2 separate regions of the Hordeum vulgare genome follow, and region 1 is linked to region 2. A link is a contact called in public Hi-C data. All regions are on one chromosome and are shown on one strand. The core of a region is the stretch at or near the end of the contact, and the rest is flanking DNA. Distances in the headings are between cores, read along the strand shown.

Region 1 (4,185 bases), core at 971-3,470, 160 kb before region 2:
CCACCTCCGTGAACAAGAACAATGATGTTGGTTTCCAAATCTTTGGTATTCAAATCCTGTTTAAAAACAGCACATTGGTTAAGATGGCTATACCGATGCAATGACCGCCGTTACATATGCAAACAACATTGAAACATCTATTTTGTTTAGATAATGGAAGAGCTTTATTGCTTCCTGCCTCTACATGGTAGATCCACATCTTACATACATACAGCCAATATATATTAGAGCCAAAGAATACATCTCCGAGAAGCTTAAAACAACTCTGAAACATCTGCATTACTAAGCACCGATATGCAATAAATCCTTTGAAGTTCACAAGGAATTCAAGAGCATAGGAACTAGACAGAGTGTCAAAGGTATTTGTGTTTTTTATCTCTACTATTAAAGGAGGATATGCCGTCTGTCGTGATGGTTCGACCACGGCAGATCCCCCGTCGCTACAGCTAGCCCTTCCACCGATTTTTATTCATCCCTCCATAAACCAGGCGGCCCTTTCACCGATTTTTTCCCAACCCTCCATAAACCGGTTCAATACACCACGACCCCCCGTCACTAACTGTAGAAATGTTTGTTTGCCAGTGATTCGAAAACAAGAACACCAATTAACTGCCAAATGGCGTGCTAGTTCAGTTAGCATATATACACACATCAACTGACCAGTAGCATTGAAAATGTCAGACACGAACTACACAATCAATCAAAACCTCCCTGCTGGCCGGCCGGCCGGCATCTTCTTCTTAGTCAACAGTCAACATGTAGTTGGTAGCCATGTCCGCACTGGAATTAGTACTCCGGTATATAAGCCAAGATGCTGCCGGCAGCCATTTCCACTAACGGTCAAGACTAAAGACAGACTAGGTAACAACAAAACATTTTTATTTTGAAAACCTATGCAACACAGATTCACCGTGACTGAAACAATTCGAAGTAAAGACCATCAGGAACTAGAATCCATGGGACAAGTTGGAAGGTACCCTCCTTGTCCCTTCTCTAGAATAAATGAACACATGCGACAATATCAGGCCGGTACAAGAAACAATCAATGTAATGGCGTCTGAATTCTGAATCATGCCAATATGTACCAACAGCAACCACCACCCATCACCCAGACGGCCGTAGTTCCCAAATACGTTCTGGACTTTTACTGAAATCAATGCTTAGTGGCTTGCCATATGGATTACATTGTGCAATCACGGAGAGATGAATGGACAGAGGCCCCTGGAGCTCTAGGTTTTCCATGTTTTGACTAACCCTGCTCCCATGGCATACGGGACCCCATGTTATAGCCCCACTTAGCCAGTGGCACAGATAGGTCAGACATTCAGAGGACACCTGCGAAACGGAAGCACTGCTAATCTACTTGGTAATTCTCACATTAGATAGTCGCACTGGGCGCAGAAGCAAATCGAAGGACGTGATGGATTCAAGACATATTTAAGAAACCCAGATGGATTCGTCGAAGGAGCAGCATAGAATTGAAGCGCGAACTACTTGGCCGTCACTCTCGATAAACCCAAAACAAGGAGCAATCCAGATATATCGTGTATAGTTTGAGCAAAGCATGGAAAGGGATCAAAATTCCACCGTAGAAATAGGGGAAGCCGCGTAGAAACTGGACAATCACAGGGCTTCTCAACGGCCGACGCGAAAACCAATCCCCACCAGAAAAGTCAACACGGCGCAGCGTCAAAATTCCACGCGGCGGCACGCGGACCGACCAAGCAATGCGACCGGGAGGAGCGACCGACCGATGAAGGACGGAGGAGGGCGTCGATACCTTGGCGAGGAGCTGCTGCGGCTGGAGCTCGGGGTCGGCGAGCGAGCGCGGGCGCGTGCTGGAGCTCCTGGGCAGCGGCGGGCCCTGCTGCTGCCGCTTCGCGGCGTACCGCACGGACGCGGACCGGTCGAACGCGCCGCCGCCTCCTCCCCCGCGCTGCCCCAGCACGAGCGCCGCGGCGGCGGCCAGCGCCTGCTCGTCGATCTCCGCGGCCTTGGCGCCGCGGCGGGAGGAGGCGGACGAGCGCCGCTTGGCCTGCGGCGGGGAGCCGGAGGGGGGCGGGCTGGACATGCAGGACATGAGAGCGCCCATCGGATCCTCCTCTCTCGTCGGCTCCGATTCAGGAAACCAGCAGCAGTCGTGCCGTCGTGGGACGAGGAAGGGGAAAGAAGATGGAGCAGCAGAGCAGAGGGGGGAGGGAGCGGCAGAAACGGCTGGAAAGGAATACGAAAATTTATACTACTTCCGTTGGTACCGCCGTTTTTGCGGACAGGGACCTCCGTTGAGACGAAATTCGTGTCCCGGTGGTTGGTTGTTGAGGGATCACACAGAGGTAGTGCTGCCTTCATTTGACACGACGGCACGGGAAATGCAGCGTGTTTGGTCAGCAGATTTCTAAACAGATTTTATTAGGGAAACGTTTTCCGACGGCGCCGGCCGAAGGCCCGTCCTACGCGCGTCGTGCGATTCTTTTATTTTTGCTACTATCGATAGGATTTTTTACTAAAATCGTTGATAATTTTTGCTACATTTTTTTCACTAAGAAAATTGCATTCATGTTTTAGTTGTAACCCGAGTTTATCGAATTTTTTACTATGTCCGTGTTAATTTTTGCTATAACCGATAATATTTTTTGCTATAATCGTTCATTAAAAAATTGTATACATGTTAGTTAGAGTTGCAACCTGAGTTTACCAGATTGTTTTTGCTACAACCTACATTTGTTTTACTACCACGCATCATCACCGTCGTTTTTTTGCTACGATCATATTTTTTTCTACAACCATATTTTTTATGTATCCGTAACCGAAATTTGCTGCATTGTGGCCGAAATTTGGTGCATCGAATTTTTTTGCTACATGAAAAGATCTGACGATCATAAGAGATCCAATCTGACTGATTGAGCGGTCCGCGTGCGACCGACCAAAAGTTTAAGCCGATGCGCCGGCGCAGAGCACTGTCCATTTTATCTATACTACTAATAAAAGATCAAACGTAAACTTCCCTACGTACACACAGGAATTACCCACACAAAACCGAACAAGGATCTCCACCAAACGATTAGGAAAGAATTATAAATCTAACGCCTATCCACCATCAAGGCAGCACCACACTGTGCATTTACCAATTACAGTTAGGCTGACCGTGCTCCACCTCCACGTACAGAGAAAAACGATATGCCCGCCCCCGCACCGCCCGCAGACGCCCGCCCCCGCACCCCTCTCCCTCCCCGTCGGGTCTCCTCTCCCTCCCCGTCGGCCACCCTCTCCGCCTCTCCACCACTGCCGCGCCCCGCAGCACGCCGGACGTCCTCTCCCTCCCCGCCGACCCTCCTCTCCCTCCCCGATGGCCCTCCCCCCGGACCTCCGACCTCGCCGCCTCCCCTCCTCCGACCGTTGAGCCTGTAAACCTACAAAATCCGCGATCTGGATAAGCCCCAATTCCAAACCCGCCCTGCCCTTGCCCGTCCGCTCCTCCCCCGCTCCGCAGCCAGCCATGGCGATCTCCACAGATTCGCGCAGCGAGGAGAAGGTACGCGCGCTCGCCGTCCCCCCTCCCCCGCCTCCCCTCGCGGAATCTCATCCCCGCGTCCCTTGCGCGCAAGCAATCCCGGCGCCCCCCGGTGGGGGCGCGTAGCGGCGGGTTCTTGGGATTCGACGCCGAATCGGCGCTCGTCTATTCGTGGCGTCGGATGTAGTTGGCGATTTGCTCTGTTCTGCTTCCCTTGGCGGCTTAGGGTGGGCTGTTGGTTAGGGTTTGCAAGCTGATGCCAGGCGTTGAAAGGGTCCGGGACCTGTTCCCGTCCTGGTTGGTTCAAGATTATATTTTTGGGCTCAGCAAAGCGAACAAACCCATCGGTTCTTGGCATTTGCTTAGTTTTCCTCTCGATCTATTACCAGCTTCTTGTAATGGCTTATATACATGCTTAAAATATGCATCTTCTAGGTAATTTATTCTATGGGGCTTCATGAGTATGCTACTCTTCCGGTGAAGTGGAGCAATAATGGTGTATTTTTGTTGCCTCTGTGTAGCCTTCGCAGCATTCTCAGGAGGAGAAGCGGTAGGTTTCTTCCCCCTCCAGCATCATTTTTTTATTGTGCATTTAGATTTTACAAACCAATATCCATTTAAATAAACAAATTGCCGTACCCAAAACATTTATTTTACACTCTTGCCATGTATGA
Region 2 (4,508 bases), core at 828-3,327:
AACATTTTAACCATATATATTGAGCCTTTTATAATATAGGATGGACATTTTTTGAAAACATAAAACATATATTAAGAGAGAACCAAATGAAAATCAATGATTTTATTAATTTGTTTTTGGAATTTTTGCAAGGAAACAAGAAGAAAATAGCTAACCCGAAATCACAAAATAATAAAACAAAAGACAACAAAATAAAAAGCAAAATAGAAAAGCCAAACAGAAGTACTTGGGCCGGTCGGGTGAGAACCTTCAGCGAAGATTGTCTAAGCGAGGCATAGGGATGCCTGTGAAACATATGACAAAATACCGTAAGCAACTAGTTAAGAAGCACTTTTTCAGACGTCTCCCAACAACCGCTCCCACACACTGTCACATGATGCGGTTTTTGTCATCGTCACGTGTCGCATTTTCAACGTTTTTATTTTATTTTGTATTTTTATATTTTTTCATACGTGTTTTTAACTTTTTTAAATGGTTGTTTTCGTGTTTTTTTGGTGTTTCGATTTTTACCTGTCTTTTCTAGCTTTTTAACGAAACATCGTACCTCTCGGAAATGGAAAAGACATTGTTTTTCATGAGAGGTTTGATTTTGCTTTCGTGAGAGGCATGGTCTTGCCTCTTAGAAAAAAAATCATGTTTTAGTTTTTTTCTGTGAGAGACATGGTTTTGTTTTCGTGAAAGGTACGACCGTGCCTCTCCGAAATTAAAAAGCACATTTTCCAAAAAAAAATCACGAGTGATACGGTTTTGCTTTCGCGAAAGGCACGACTGCATCTCTCAGAAACAGAAAATAAATATGTTTTCCGTGTTTTTACGAGATACATGATTTTGCTATCGTGGGAGGCATGATTTTGCCTTCATGAAATACACGGCTGTGTTTCTCAGAAACGAAAAAATCGCCTTTTTTCTTTCACGAGAGGCACGATTTTCTCATCAGCTTTCTGTGATTTTTTTAAAATCTATCAATATGGAATCTAGTTTTGAAGATCTTGACGCGGGGAACCCAACGATGTAAATGGTTTGAGATTTGGATGCACGATTTTAAAAATGAAACATTTTAAAAATATGGATGTTCAAAAAAAGAAAAAAAAATAGGTTGTAATAAATGACACAATCTGACAAGGTGAGACTGATCTTTTAAAAGAATACCCTTCAATTAATGTCCCAAAATGCCCAACCGCCGACCCTCCTATGCGCCGCTCTTTGCGGCAACTGCCAAGCGGACGCACAGGGGGTCGCCCCGACTGGGCCAGCCCAAGTTAGCCACCAGTACCGAATGTGGAGACCACAAAAAAAATTAGCGACCAGCAGTTGAAAAATCTGAAACATTTCATTTAAAAAATCCAAAACATTTCATTAAAAACATTCCAAATTTGAACATTATTTGAAATCCGGAATATTTTTTCAAATTGTGGAATATTTCTTCAAATACCTGAACTTTTCTAAATTCTGAAACATTTTTTCAAATTCTGGAAAAAAAGTCAAATTCCGGAATTTTTTTCAAATTTTCTAAGCTTTTTTCAAATTTCGGAATATTTCTTTTGAAATATTCCAAACATTTTAATAAAAATATCAGAAAATTTTATTAAATTCCGGAAGAAATTTTCAAATCTCGAAACATAATTTAAATTCCGAAATAAATTTTCAAATTTGGAACATTTTTTCGTATTCTGGAACATTTTTTTAAATTCCTGAACATTTTTAAAACTCTGGAACATTTTCCAAATTTCGAAACATTTTTTAAATTCCAAACCAAAAAATTCTGAAACATTTTTTGAAATTTCGTAACTTTTTTGAAAAATCCAGAACATTTTTAAAAGAAAAACAGAAAAAAAAGAAACAAAGAAGATTATAGAAAAAAAGAAAACAAAAAAAAGAAAACCGGTTCAGGGAATATTATAGAAAGTTCCCAAAACCGGAAAAAGCCGGCTGAAAACCTTCCCAATATCGGAGCTTTTGGCGTGTAAATGAACTGGCCTATTACGAAACGCAGCCTGGAGCACCTGTGCGAAGCCTCGACATTTAGACGACGCAGAATGCGGCGAATAGGGATTTCCAACCGCCAAGGCCCGATTGTTTAGCTCGATCGCATGTGGATTCACTTGGTTTTCTCGCTCGCCCATCCTGCTGTTGTTACTAGGGCAATGTTGCTACTCTCTTATGATTGGTTTTCTTCAACCTTTTATTTAATCTAAAATATCCACAAAATGTTGCTACTCTCTTTAGATTGGTGAAATCACAAAATGTTCGCATAATTTTACAAAATTCCGGTGAACTAAAAAACTAATAATTTAAAATTTATTTACTAAATCTAAAATATCCATGAGTTTAAAAAATATTCATGACTTTGAAAAAGTTGATGAATTTATGAAATGTTCCAAATTCTGTAAAATGCTATTTTTTATAAGTATTTATGAATTTCAAAATGTACACGGATATAAAAATTTATAAATCTATTTCTGCGAATTTAAAATTACAGAAATGAAATAGGAAAATTAATTGTATTAAAAAGCAGAAAGTCAAAAACCAAAAGGAAAACATGTAAACCGACCGAGAAAAAAGGAAAATAAATGAAAAAAGGCAGACAAGAGAGAACCTTTTAGAATGTTATCAAAATCAGAAATAAAAGCAAATTGTTGTGAACTGTATATGTGCATGTAGAATACAAAAAACATACTACTCCCCGAGATGGGCGGGAATTGGATTTTCCTATTACAACCTCATGGAGTGAGTTCTTTCCTTTGAAAACACTATCTTTTAGTTGAATTTTAAAGCTCAGAAGGGAGTTTTGTATTTCTGCTTGGTGAGAGATATATTACGCAAGCACTAGAAAACACCCACATAGGCACACCTTGTTTACCGGTTTTCCGAAGCTTCCACACGGGTTTGGAAGCTTCAACCAGCTTTTTCTTATTTTCTGTATTTTCTACAGTGGTTTTATTAGTTTCTGCTCATTTTATTTTTGTTTCTACCTTGTTGATTTTTCTCATATTTGTTTTCTATTTTCCTTCTATGATTTTCTCTCTCCTTATTTCTTTAATTGATTGGGAAATGCTTTATAGAGCGGGGCGATCGAGCGAATAAAGTTATTGGGCGAGGACCATCTATGCGAGGTGTGCTTTATAGGTGCGGGAAGATGGTGATGGAGATATGATCTAGAGGCAAGAATAAAACTTATTATTTATCTCTTGGTTCATAATTATGTTTATATTATGTGCTATAATTTTCATGGTTCTCGAGTGTGTATATTTAAGAAGTTGAGATGAAAACCCATGTGCATGCATGAAATAAATAAACGGTAAAATAGATTCCTAGCCATTCCTCTAAGACTAGCTAAGTGTTCAACGATGGTTTCGTTTTCCTCATCATGTGCAGGAGAATGTCGGCAGCTTTGAGGACACAATGTTAGAAGAACATTTGTGTTGAATAGTCCCAAATGATGTTATGCTATGAGATCCATTCATCACAAGTTAATGGCTTATTATGTAGAGAAAGTTAACGTCCGCATAATTCCTTAGACCATGAGAGTGTCAAGTTCCTTCATAAAAAATGATGCACTTTGGGGTTTATCTAACATCAAACGTAATAGGGTGATCATAACATCAACTTACGGGTTCATAGGAAAAGTATGACAAGGGACTAGATAGCTCAAGACTAGGATTTAATCCTCTCACAATGGAGAGATATTCTTTGGGCCCTCTCGGCGTTGCAATATACATCATCATCTGGCCAGACATAGTGTGATTTGATCACATGGATGCCGGAACACCGTAACGCGAAAAGAGAATGAAACAAGGAGGAAACCGACATAGTTAAGAAGTTGTTCATTCACGAGGATGCTGATAAATCTCACCCCGGGTTTTGTAACATATGTGAAGTAATAGGAATATCACACGAAAACTAAAGGTTTAATCGAATTTCATTCATGTGGGTATAGTGGTCAATATGGATGTCCATGGTTTTGCTATTTATCATTGATCAGAAGGAGATTTGGGTCATGTCTATACTTCACCGAACCTATAGGTGAGTACGTGACTCATTTAAGGGTCATCCATAAGCTAAATGCTAGGTTAGGAGCGTGAGATAAAGTCACCAGAAAAAGTTTTGGAGAGAATACCACAATTTTTTCAGATAAACTAGAAATATTTTGAGAAAACCATCAAGCCGAAAAAGTTTCAAAGTACATTTGAAATTTTTGAGAGGGTGCCAGAAAGGTTTCGGGACCTCCGGCAATTTGCCACACAAACCCAAGGGGTTGCTCCCACATGGGGACACCATCCCCTTTTCATGGGATATACTGGGTGGGGCACCCCCTCTTTGGATGAAAAGTGTGGGGAGGGGGGGAGGGGGGAGGGAGGGGGCTATGAGGGCCATCCCCCACCCATGTGTGCCAAGTGTTGGATACGAGGGAGGCCCCTTTGGAGGGTAACCTCCCCCTTTTATGGGACAATTGTTGGAAATATGACCTAAAGGCAATAATAAAGATGTTATTATCATATTTCCTTGTT

What was found. Hi-C and Micro-C count contacts between places; a contact is called where the count stands out from the background.
Region 1: a Hi-C map of leaf shows a contact between it and region 2, with 3 times the contacts expected there. The contact joins the promoter of LOC123425393 here to the enhancer-like site in region 2. A contact is called at or near these places in 2 of 6 Hi-C or Micro-C datasets (leaf and seedling).

The regions. Positions count from the first base shown.
Region 1 is chr2H:109,402,077-109,406,261 of MorexV3_pseudomolecules_assembly, reverse strand. LOC123425393 (putative methylesterase 11, chloroplastic) reads right to left here and starts at 2,220. Exons shown (of 5, transcript XM_045109087.1): 1 at 1,781-2,220; 2 at 1-56. The coding sequence starts at 2,092.
Region 2 is chr2H:109,246,035-109,250,542 of MorexV3_pseudomolecules_assembly, reverse strand. No RefSeq gene overlaps it. Among protein-coding and RNA genes, the nearest start is that of LOC123425393, 160 kb to the left of the region's middle. Within about 2 kb of position 2,077, at least 2 of the 3 cell types and tissues checked have open chromatin away from gene starts, as enhancers often do. A contact at or near this core is called in leaf, where this site is marked.